Regions from separate parts of the Nothobranchius furzeri genome. Here region 2 is linked to region 1. The links are chromatin contacts, called in public Micro-C maps. All regions are on one chromosome and are shown on one strand. The core of a region is the stretch at or near the end of the contact, and the rest is flanking DNA. Distances in the headings are between cores, read along the strand shown. Region 1 holds the start of LOC107382216. Region 2 has its middle 14 kb from the start of utp6.

Region 1 (6,556 bases), core at 2,064-4,563:
GCTAAAAAATAAAATATGAAGCTAAAATGACTGGTCATCCTTAAAGTGTCTTTCTGGGGTATTTCTCTTATCCGATAGCCCCATAGTGGCTGACAAGCACATCACACACACAGAATCTCGCTTCGTTTTTTAAGATGGCGACTTCACGTTTCTTGTTACTTAACTCATTCACTGCCAGCCGTTTAATGATCAGAAAAGCCCTTTGCCACCAGTGTTTTTCAGCGTTTTCACTGTTTTTTAAGAGTCACAGGACGCTGCGCTCTACGACGATGTCGACGCCAAAACAATCAAAACAAAGAGGAGACTCACCTCTTACATCAGGAAGGATCCTCGCATATCAAGTGTTATCCATTCTTTCATAATCCGTGGTTGAACTGTGATCGGCAGAAGCTTTTGCGGTTTCGCGCCTCACTTTTTTTTTACAGCAGCGACCCAAAACGATCTCCTGGCAAACACTTGATTTTTTGCTTCCCGGTCATGTGACGTGTGCGGATTAAGATCAGCTTTAGAGCTGGGATGTTTGTTCTCATGGTGAAGGGGTTCGTTCCGACGGCCACACGGTAAAAAAAAAATGCAAATGACGACTTTAGTCGTCAATGGCACTAAATGAGTTAACAGGCTTCTGTTGCCAACAAACAGAGCTAAAACATGTTGTTTTACAAGTATTATTCTTATTTCATGTTGTGTTCTCATATATTTATATTTTAGACACTTAATTGTCCATGAAAAGTTCATCAACTGCATCAGCCATGGTATTTCTCAAATATAAAGCATGTAAGCGGTAGTCTGACACTATTGGTTAGTTCTGGTCGGTGCTCAGTTTCCTATTGCACGGGCGTGCTTAGCAAGAAAAAAAAGACGTATTGCTTTCATGATGATGACGATGATGATGCTTTCATGATTTCATGACGCTACAATGATAAGATAATCACTTTTACAGATTTTTGAAAAAACATTCATAATGTCTGAAAGGGGAAAACTCCAGAAAGATACTTTAAGCAGGATGACAGTCAGACAATAAATGCTCTTTTATTTGGGGACGTTGTTTTAAACTACGTACCAGAAGGTTCTCTCCAGTTTTAGCATCCAACTGGGTCTCTTTTCGTTGGCTGAGTTATGTAATAATAATAATAATAATAATAATAATAATAATAATAATAATAATAATAATAATGTTCTAGTGCCATTTGTAAAGCCAAACAGTCATAATTTACCAGCAATCAAAGCTTTATTTATAAAGCGCCTTCCGCAGCCCTGTCAGGGAGACCAAGGCGCTGGGTTTGGGGTTATTTAGCCTATGATAAGATTTCAAAAAGTGTGTGTTCATTTTTCAAAGTCATATTTTTGCCATGTTATTCATTCATTTATAAATGTTAAAAAGATACATCTTTATTTTAAAAATTAAATATTAAGGTCAGATCTAAATATTTAGTTTTTTTAAAATAATTATTTAATTTACTAAATAATTATTTAATTTACTAAATAAATATTTATTTTGGGAATAATAATAAAATTATTTATTATCCAAAAAATGTTTAGCTGGTATCTAAATGTTTATTTTGGAAAATAAATATTGAATTTGGAGCTAAATATTTATTTTACAAACTAAATAAATATTTTACTCTAAATGGTATATTTAGCTTGCTAACACATTATTTAGTTGGGAATCTTAAGATTTGTACATGTATGAATAACAAAATGAAGACAAAACGTTGAAAAATGAACTCCCATTTTATTCTCTTATGATAGGCCTGTTGTACTTTACAAATGGCACCCCATATATAACACCCCATAGCTTTGTGTTAAAAAGAGCATGTGTGCTCACCTGTGCTCACCTGTCAAAACAGCAGCAAATTGCAGAAGTAAACAAAAACAATAGGTCCTTGTCAAACATGTGACTTTCCAGTCAACAACACACCCCTGTCATTTTAGGTGTATGATGACTCGCGTTGCTAGGGGAAACCATAGCTGAAGTTGAAGCGAGCCAAAAGAATGGATAAAAACAACAAGGACGAACAAATCCCTTACACGAATAAACTTCTGAAGGAGGACAGAGATGTGTTTCCAGAAATGGTCTACAATCAACATTGTAGATCCCTACGACCTCAAGGAAAACAAACAGAGCTCAGACGTTTCATTACTACTGAAAATATATGACTATAGCACTACCTCAACATATTTATAATCAAGTAAAAGTAAAATGTAGCCACCCAGAAACATTACTCCAACACAGGCGCTGCAATAAGTCATTATCAATATAAGTTATAAACAGGTAAGAAGTCGTGCTAGACGTGTTTGTTTACATTTTGACCGACATACTGTAGTTTAAAACATGGTCATGTTCGTTTCCTCCTGTCATTTTCATTTCTCACATAATGAAAAATACAAATTCACAATTACATTTAGTCTAAACAAGCTGTCCAGCAACATGTTGATGTTACAATGAAACGATTTAACTTGAAGTAGGAACGTTTTACCTGCCGTGTTCTGGTTCTGAAGCTGGTCTGTGACCCACAGACATGCTTCAAGCTGCTTCCACAGCTCCTCAGCGTGCTGATAGTGAGCTGTGCCTATCATGGTGTCCAGGACTGAGAAAATGCTCAGATGTTCTGATGGGAATCTTTTCTTGTTTTCTTGTTACGTCTGTGATGTTCTCTGAGCGTAACGTTTAAAATGTCTTCACACCTGCATGCAGCGGGGTAAATACAGGTTGTCAGAATGACCAACAGCCTTAAGATTTCTCCATCAAAATAAACAGTCAAAACCGGAAATATCCGGTTAACACGATCCCTGCCTTCATTTTACTTTTTTGCCTCCTCGTAAAGATAGCATGGCAGCCCTTCACACAACATGAAAGTACCATTTTTCTGGAGGTTTATATGATCACAACAACACAAATGACCGGCACTTCCTTTGTTTATACACTTAGCTATCCCATCATGCAACGCGCTACAGCACCCAATAGTCACCTGACAAGGGCCGTTTATAGTTATCTGTGCTTTTCCTGAAAAAGTTTTGTTTTTGAATATAAATTCGTTTAAACGCGTTTGATACTATTGCTTGAGTGGGTATTCTTTTATATTATTTTCGTGCTTGCTTAAATTATTTTGCTGTTGGTTTAAAAAACGCACAAATGTGACTCAAAATTGCAAACCTTTTAAAGGTTTAATACTGATACGTCAAATAAAACAAACAGCCACTTGTTTTATTTATTTGCCCATAAACCATCATTTTGTAAAGAAGCACACAGATAAACTGGTGCACATTTATTCAAATGCTGCCTCACCTCACTAATATGCGCCTTCTCACAACAAAGGATGCACATTTCGGCACAACACCTGTGTTCAGTTCAAAGGGGGGATCAAATGATGTGTGTTGGCACCACTTAGCGGCAGCTTGTTGTTAGCTCTCTCCGGTTGGGCCAGTCTGTTCGGGGCAGATTAATCTTTGGCATCAGGACAGGTAAGAAGTAAAATATATATATATTATTTTTAGCTCATATTTGGTTCATCCCGTATGTTTAAGTCACTCGATTATCGTGTTTTATCTATTCAGTGCGTGAATTAGCATGAAGCTAACGCTGACGTTAGCTAGCTAAAAGAACATGTTTGGGGTTGTGATGAACAGACGAAGTGAAATGACTGCTCGTTGATGACAAAGTGCATTTTCGGTGACAATATCTTATTTGGGTTCTTTTAATGTGGAGAAGGGCTGTTGCTTGTTCTTCTGTGTCAAATAAAGATGACATGGGCAATAAAATGACCAGCAATGTCCCCATACCTTTCAAGGTCAGCGATCAATCGACATAGAAGATTTGGACCGGCGATTAAAAGCGTTTAGTCGATGAGAGAAGGAATCTCTTGCTATGCAATCATATCGTGTTGCGTTCAATAAGGCCAACACATGAAGCAGTTCCTCAATCAAAAACAAAATAGTGACTCCATAAAAAATTCATAAATAAAAAAATAGAAACATCAACGAGTTTTTGCTGTTTAGTCAGGGATTTTCCCACTCATTTCAATGTTCCTTATAAAGGAATTCAACAGGAGTGAAAAGGTTGAATACGTGCTGTGAAAAGTATTTCCCCCTGCAGATTAGGCGTTTTTTTGTCACAGGTGAGTATCTAAATTAAGGAAATAGATATCCTTATTAGATAACCTGAATAAGTAGAAAATGCGTTGATCATTTCATCGATGACAGGGAAATTATATGCAATAATGTCTCCTGTTAACCATCCTTTAACATAACAAAATTGAGTAGAATAGAAAATCCTTGTATTGATTTTTAGAAATAAAAAAATACTGTGTGGATTAAAAACAAGATGGAATATTATTTACTGGGGATGGGAAAACTGCAAATGCAGTAATGAGTGTGTGCAGTTAGAATGACAACAGAAAAATGTGCAAATCACAAAAAGCAGCAGGAATGAAGGAATGCTTGTTTTTAATATGAGCTGAGGTCAGCACCACACCCACACCTGACTACTGCCAGACCTTTAGCATTAGGAAATCTCTTCAGTTGAACCTTTCTGACAACATGAAATAGGCTAAATGATCTCTAAAAGAAACACGTCATGCCTCGTTCACGGAATTCAAGAACAGAAGGACCCAGAGCGACATTTAAAGCCCTGCAGATCCGTTTCAGTCTCCGTTACATCCGGAGTAAAACTATAACAGCATTACAGAAACTGCATCATACCAACCAAACCAACATGCAGAAACTGAAGAAATCCGTACGGAGGAAAATACTTAGTCTAATGTCTAATGCTCTATGTGGAGCTATAGCTATTTGTAAACGCTGATCAAATGTCACCAGCAGCCATACTCTGACAGCTCTCTGATCAAGGAAATATTGTTTAAAATAGGTTTTGCACACTCTTGATGAGACCCTTAAACTGTGTGTCACAGGTATCGTGATGCCTCAGAGTAGTCTGAACTTGGAGGGTCGACAGAAGGGATTATACGACCACTCATGTGAAACCAACCATCGCCTCAAAAGTCAGATCCCAGGCAGGCGTTTGGTGAACAGAGCAGTAAATCGGTATGCCACTAGAACCAGTGAGAGCTCAAAAGTTGGCTCACTGGATTTTCCCAAACCACCCTGCCTGGTGAACGGTTATGGACACCATGGATACAGGAGCACAAAACCACCTCATCCAAGGAATTACAGGAGACCAAAGTACCCGTTTTCCCCAGTGGGCAGTGCCTCAGCAGCTGGAAGGGTAGGAGACGTAAAGGTTCTGGACGGTATCCCTACCAAAGGTGCCACCAAGCCAGGTGATGATCATCTGAGTGGTAAGTCGGAACAAGCGGCACCAGATCCCGGTTCATCGGCACCAAAGAAGAATCCAAGGAGAAAGAAAAACTTTAGACACAAAGAGAGGTGAATCTTTACGTGTCAGCATCAGCCACATGTATTTGTTCATTCATTCACCACGGGTTTGTCAGCAGGGTTCATCTGAAGCTCAGACATGTAAAGTGTTCTAAGTGATCGTGCTTTAAGCTCCAGTAACCTGCACCCTTTTGCAGAGATGACAAAGCCTCCTCTTCAGATAAAGCTCCGCCCCCGATGCCACAGCAAGAGGAGGAAGACTGGGAGAAGGAAATCCAAGAGGTCGAAGCCAAAAACTGGGAAAAGATGTGCTTTGGCATCATACCATATGGTATTTCCTGACAAATACAAAACAACATCGCAATCTGAAGTAGGGTTGTCACGATAATAAAATTTCAAACTCGATTTGATACTGGAAGAAAAACTCGATACTCGATTTCGATACTATTTAAAAACACCAATTTATTGAACACGTTTATTCAAAAAATAACATTCCTCAATTTATATTGCAAAAATTAAATGTTAAGAATTAAGTGTATTAAGTGCTTAAACCTTTCAAGTATCAACATTTTTTAAAACGTGCATACAAAAACTGGTGAAAGTTAACACTTTAAATCATGACTTGTCTCACTATATATACACTATTTGCAGAGTGATGTTTTGCTGCTTAAACTCTGTTTAAGGTGCATTTTTGTCATAAGCTGTAATGCCATATGTTTTGTTCTGTACTTTTGAACAACTCTGTTGGTCAATAAAGGGAGAAAACGAATTTGTCCACAGTAGGACAAAGGTACATCTACCGGTAATCTTGATAAAAACAGATCGGCGCACGGCAGTGACGTCATTAAAAGCGCCGGTTAGATTAGCCGCGGCTAGTCTGTTCACGCCTGGAAATCCCAGACCCGCTCCAAACGAACAGGGGAATCACGTTAATGATTCCTAACAAAACCTTTCGACATTGAGATGTTCTGGTGCAGATAATGTCTTATTTCGAGGCTGCTCCATGGGTGCCCGTCCGCACCCGTTATATGGATATACGCTGACGGCGATTCGCCGATGGATCTAAATACCCCGGGGAATCCAAGTAGCACCAAAGTTGTCAGCGTGAGTAAACAAACGTACTGCATGCTAGAAATTAAGTCCGGGTTGCAATAAACGGGAGTTTTCCTTTAAGCACATAAGCGTGAATATACAACTACGTGTCGGACTTGGTATGCTAATTAAG
Region 2 (6,185 bases), core at 165-2,664, 110 kb after region 1:
AAACAGGCTTCAACACAAACAGTTGTTTTCTGCTTGGTCCTGGAGCTCAACCAGTGTCAATTTAATATAAAGTAATATTGTTTTTGGATAATAAAAAGTGCAGGGGTCATAACTTGACTTTGGAAAATTGGGGGGGGGACAGGTCCCCCCTGTCCCCCCCCCCAAAATTACGTCCATGATAGACGCAATAAGTTACAGCAGGCTCGTAAAAAACAAATACCCTGCCACCCATGTGTTATACGCCACCCAAAATAAGCTCTGCTTATTAGCATCAACAGCCCAATAAATAAAAGTGGCAGATCAGCAGCAGCAGCAGCTATTGTGATGTGGATGAGGTGGGGTCTGATTTCATTTGCATGAGCGCTTTGGGCGGTCTGGTTGTTTTTAAAATAAGAATCCCATGCTTCAGCGAATGTCTTACCTATGTGTCACTTGCAGCAGGAAGATGCCACCATGGCTCTATTAATTACATAAAGCATCTCGTGTCAGGATGCTGAATTCATTAGTGAGGTATGTGCAGCGCCGGGGTCGGGACGGATATAGACCCAGGCCTCCAAACCTAACTCCTCCACTACTTCACACACTTGATCCATCTCAGAATTTGGCACTTTAGGATTTTTCACAACTCCTGATTTTTAAATCCTTTAGGTTCACCTATTGCAAGTTTAGCTCTTGTTCGTATTTATTATTAATGATGGATTTAACTGCACAGAAAAACTGCAGCTAATGTGAAATTCATTTAATTTTAGATGCACTTAAAAACTTCATATTTAAATGTTATTAGAATTAGTTTGAAGCCGCTTTGAACCTTTTATGAAAAGGTTTAGAACATTTGTAATTTTAAGTTAAGATCATTAGTGCACAGATACCCGAGTTTAATAAAAACATTATTTTATTAATAAGTGTTCACCTGCTCCAGTTTTATGGGACATTTCGGGACTGGATGTTGAAATACAAACTTTTTCCAACTAATTTTTTTTTATTTTCGCCATGTTTTTTTATCAACACTAAAGTCTATTAACATTTTAAATAATAACATTTTTATACCTATGACGTCAGTTGGTGTTCAAATGATTTAACCTGCATCGATTTATTACAACCCTACAGATTAAATTGGACACTGAGTTGCCGTAAAATTAAAGCGTAATCCTGTTTCCTCCCTCTAACAAAGACGGAAGTTTTGCCTTTGCGTTGTAGGTCACGTGGGCCAGAAACTGGGACTTTGTAGGCCAGTTGAATGAACTGAGGACTCACCTTGCCCGCAAAGACCCAGCCTCTGACACACACACACCGTCAGATCCTCCGCAGCCAAACGTTCATCCTGGAATAATCCTCAGGTTTGATCATACGTACCCGCTGAAGAGCTGCCTCTCCCGGCCGTGTGAGCCTACCTGCGCCCCGGACAGGTGTACGCATCCCGCAGCCAATGGGGGACTTTCACGCATGAGTTAAAAAAAAAAAATAAAAAAAAAAAAGAGGCGACAGTCTGGAGGAGACCGCGTCTGCGAGCGAAGTGAAACTTCACCTCCTGCTCCAGCTCCAGCTCCACCGCCGCCCCATGAGTAATCGCTCGGTGTTGCGCACGTTCTAAATTGAGTATCCTTTTCCAGGGAGGGGGATTGTCTTTAGGAAGGAGTCGGACAGTCCCCCCTTCCTCCTCCTCCTCCTCCTCCCACTCCACCCTGGCCCATCTTCTCCCCCGTCTGTCCAAGGAAGAAGGAAAGAAAAAACATGCAACAGTAGCGCCTTGCACCACCTCTTGCCTTCTCTTCCTTCAGAATTAAAAATAAAAATATGAATAAGCCGTCTGCATGATTTTTTTTCTCTCCTGCGCGCCAGTCTGTCACCCAGTTTCCATTCTAGAAAAGAGAAGAGACAGGATCCTGCTCCCGTAGCCTTTACGAGCAGGATATTCCCAAACAGCTGGAAGGAGGTGATATAGGTTGCGCCCTCGTGTTGGCTGGGCCCTTCCCGAACCAAAACGGACCGGTACTAACCTGGTTATTTTCAGAGCGCTGCTGGCACGTCTCCAACCGAGTTGAGTCGGGGGGCGCAGCGAAGGAGCCCCGCATGAGCAGCTGAAGAAAGAGGACCTAAAACCCAGCAGGAGCACTAGAGAGTAATGTCCGAGCATGTGCCTCTCCTCCTCCTGCTGCTGCTTCTTGCGCTGCACACACATTCCTGCGGTGGTGCGGTGGCTGACCCGTCCGCACGCCCCGCTCAGAACCGGACCGATGCCACCGGGGCGGCTCGTCTGCGCCTCCGTTAAGGTGTTCCCTTCTTTTATTGATTCCTGTGCAGGAGACTGGATCCATCCCAGGTTCATCGCACCTCTCTGCCGTTATCTGCCTGACTCTGGAGCAACATGTTGGTGCACAGCGACCTCTGGTGGCGGGGAAACGCCACGACACAAACGCGCTTAACATCATTACCAGGTTACATTAACCTGAGTAAATACAAAACACTGTTTAAAACGATTATGTAATTTACTATGAGAATAACACACGTGGCTCAAAAGTAAAAAAAAGTGATTCCTCCTTCGTTAAATCCTGAATTATCTGTTATTATCCACATTATGTGGAAAGTGAGTTTAGTTTGACCCCTCACACCCAGACCTGATGCTGTTGGCTAAAAAATCGTATTCCCAATGTAAGAGCAAAAGAAGCCAAACCAACACCTAAGGACTCACTTGGTTAAGGTCAGCAGTCATTCAACTAATAGAAGGAGACTGGGGCAAAGATTCCATGATGTGACACCTCCACAGACCATGAACAACACAAAGACCAAAAAATGTACATCTTGATGATCCCCAAACGTCTGAGAAATCATTCCGTGACTTACAAGACCAACGATAAAATGATCCACACACGTATAACACATTTCAGAGTCAGACGACGCAAAATGCTTTCCACTGCATCACTCATATATTCACATGCTTACTGTGATGAACTACATCGTAGCCATGTTGCCCTGGGATGCACTGACAGAAGTGAGGCCGCCGAGCACAGGCGCTACCAAAATGCCTTCGATTACCGCCAGCAGGGAAGGTAAGTTAAATACCTTGCCCAAGGACACAGCTGTAGAATTCTCTGCTGGGAGCTAGAGTCGATCCTACAATTCTCCGATTACTGGATGACCGGCTCTACCTCCTGAGCTACTGCTGGCCAAAAGCAGAACTTTCCAGAAGGTGTGTTTCCTGTTTGATCTGGTTTGAAATTATCACTAAAACATCATACCTGCAGCCAAGCATGGTGGCGGTGGTGTGATGGTCTGGGGCAGCTTCAGGCCCTGGACCACATGGAACCACGCATTCTGCTCTCTAAGCAGAAAACCCTGAATGAGAACCTTTGACCTTAAAGCTCCGATCTTCATAGTGAAAAAGTGACTTAACAAGAAGAGTGGTGATATTCCTCCACAGTGATGTGAGACTGACTCATTTACCACAAAGGCTCATTGTAGTTGTCCTCACAGCTGTTACAACCAGATATTAAATTTAGGGGCGACTTATTTTTACCGTTGCACAATTATATTATCTCTATGGTTTTTATTTATTTATTTATTCATTGTTTTCTTCTCATTTGGGTTACTTTGATTCTGTTAAGCAACTGGTTGACTCAGTTTTTTTATGAGAAACATTCTTTTTTTTCTTTCGTTCATTCTTTCAAGAACTTTTCAGCTCTTAAGATATCAAACATTTCAAAAACTAGGGGAAAAAAGACATAATTGAAGATGCAATAAATCAGGACATCATCACAAAAACCACACACCTTTACTCATTTTAACCACCGAATTTCCTTTCTTCATTTGTGAAACTGTGGCTGCTTTTTGAGTTAAACACGTTTACAGCACAAAGGAAGTTGGGCCCGTGAATTATATCCATAATAGAAGAAAACAGGTTAGTTTGTTTACATTAGTTTAAAAATATTTCTAGAAGTTATTGTGAAAAACTCAAGAGGGAAATTAAATCACAACACCCCTCCCCTCAGTCAAAAAAAGTGAATGATAATAGAAATGGCAAAAATGTTGTTTCTGAAGGCAACGCTGACCTTTCAGTCCTGACAGTCATATGGTTTCAGTCAGCTGTTTGATTTGAAGATGTCGTTTTTCAAAATAAAACCTTGATCAATTAAAAAAAATCTTTCCGTTTAAATAAGCGCAGTATATTTCACACGTTATATTTTGTTTTCTTGTTGTTTTTTTCTTCTTTCAATCGCTGACAAGTTGCTGTCAAACTGTTAGCGTTGTGTAATTGTGCAATGTTTATTCTGAAGGGCACAACCGGAAACGAAACGTTTAGCTAAAGCTAACTTCCTTCCTAGCAGCGCTAGCTAGACGCGAACAGGTACTTTATCCCCGCTGCGTCGTCGGAGCATCATGTAATACCTGGAAGGTGTCGGTGAGGTCCGACTCGGTTCGTGAACCCGTTAGTTTTTGTTACAGCCGGCTTTAGCTTTGGTTTCCGACTCGGTTTCTTCTTCGTTCCACTTAAGTCCTGTAGCTAGGGTTCCGGTTCAAACGTTGTGATGTCGGATGCTTTCTGACCCTGCTGAAGCAAACGCAGCACCACAAGGGTGTGGAGTTCAGTTATGGATCAGAATCATTGATTAAACCTGATGACGTCAGGGGGTTGAGTGAAGCAGGCAAGAGACAGCGGGAGATGGGGCAGTGCAGCAGTTTTTACTAAAGCAGGTAAACAAAAAACAGCTGATCATGTACACTTGCTGAAAAGAGCACGTGGTTGTTTTTATACTGATGCATTAAATGTCTCTTTGATTATAGATCTATTCATGTAAGACTAAGGTAGAATCATCATTTTATTTTTGCTACACATTATTAATGTAAACTCTTTAAAAACTGTTGTTTTGAAAACAAGCTAAAGCTGCCTGGCATAGTTTTTTAATTCTGTTTTTATTAAATTTCCATATGAATGACAGATTGTGTTTTTCACCTCCTACTTGGTAACTAATGAACAAACCACAGTGATCAAATACAGAACACAGATGAGGAGTCTAGTTCTGAAACAACCACAGAAAGGATCAGGAGTATTTGTGTGTTTTTTTTATCTCTCACCCTCTCCTCCTCCACCCGACTGTAGGAGGTCTCAATGGTCTCCCCCACCGTGAAGGCTGTGGTGGATGCTGTCTGGGCCGTGTGGAGCATCGGGGCCTCCATCTATGACTACATCCACACCAAAGCCATGGAGGAGCGCATTCACACCCTGGAGAACATCATCACCGTCCACCAGTGTGTGATCGGGCTGCTGTCGGCGGGCGTGCTGGCGCTCTTCACATACATCCTCTTCAGGAAGCTCTAAAGCAGAAGATCTGGAGCTCCACATGAGGGGTTAACGATGGGTGCATTGAAGGAGGTTGGGTTTATGTGTCGGTGGGCTTTCAGGACTCATCGATCCTACGATGAGAAACTCATCTGCACTTTTGTTTGTTGAAGTGGTTTGAAGCGAGGAGGATCTGGTGAAATGGGACATGAATGTTTTATTTCATCACTTGTTGCTGCAAAGCACTTTCACCTAAATATGGCCGCTGCAGCAATAACTAACCATATTCCCAGATCCTCCACTGAAAGGTGATGATAGAAATTGAGTCACTAACATGCACTACAAGCACTAATAGGTCCCAGCTGGTGGTCTTCTCTAGACTGGACCAAAACGACTAAAACTCCACAATTCCTCAGGATAAGTCCTGGATGGAAGCAGCATAAATAAATACAATTTCCTCCTTTTTTTACATCATTGATGTGCCGCACGGTTTTATCAGTCAGTGATGTGTGACAGATCGTAGATGCAGCATTTATTCACTCATTTCATTATTTTCATTTATACACCAAACACCATTTAGAAGGTGGACATCATGAGTATTACTCCAGGTTTTCTAGGCTGAAGCTGTGTACACACCTGAATCATTCTCGGGTAATAATCTGATATGACAGAGCTTACGTCATCACTTTTTGCAGAACACACTATACTTTAAATACTGTTAGTTTTTACACCAAAATGTATTAGATGATGTGTTTTTTATCTACTTTGACTCACTCTGCAGCCTGATCAGTCTTCTGTAGACTGTTAATGAGTCAGGCTTCTATGAGTAATATTAAGTCCTTAATAGGGATATGTATTTTTGAAATTCTGGCGATACGATACATATCACGATACAGGGGAGATGATACGA

What was found. Hi-C and Micro-C count contacts between places; a contact is called where the count stands out from the background.
Region 2: a contact with region 1 is called in a Micro-C map of tail fin, with 9 times the contacts expected there. The contact joins the enhancer-like site here to the promoter of LOC107382216 in region 1. A contact is called at or near these places in 2 of 2 Hi-C or Micro-C datasets (skeletal muscle and tail fin).

Annotation. Positions count from the first base shown.
Region 1 is chr7:75,160,699-75,167,254 of NfurGRZ-RIMD1, forward strand. It overlaps LOC107382216, which reads left to right and starts at 3,314. Exons shown (of 4, transcript XM_015954270.3): 1 at 3,314-3,462; 2 at 4,908-5,382; 3 at 5,529-5,662. The coding sequence starts at 4,916. LOC107382218 (rab11 family-interacting protein 4B) reads left to right here. Exons shown (of 14, transcript XM_054751646.2): 14 at 1-27.
Region 2 is chr7:75,272,962-75,279,146 of NfurGRZ-RIMD1, forward strand. No RefSeq gene overlaps it. Among protein-coding and RNA genes, the nearest start is that of utp6, 14 kb to the right of the region's middle. Within about 2 kb of position 1,415, at least 3 of the 3 cell types and tissues checked have an H3K27ac peak or open chromatin away from gene starts, as enhancers often do. A contact at or near this core is called in tail fin, where this site is marked.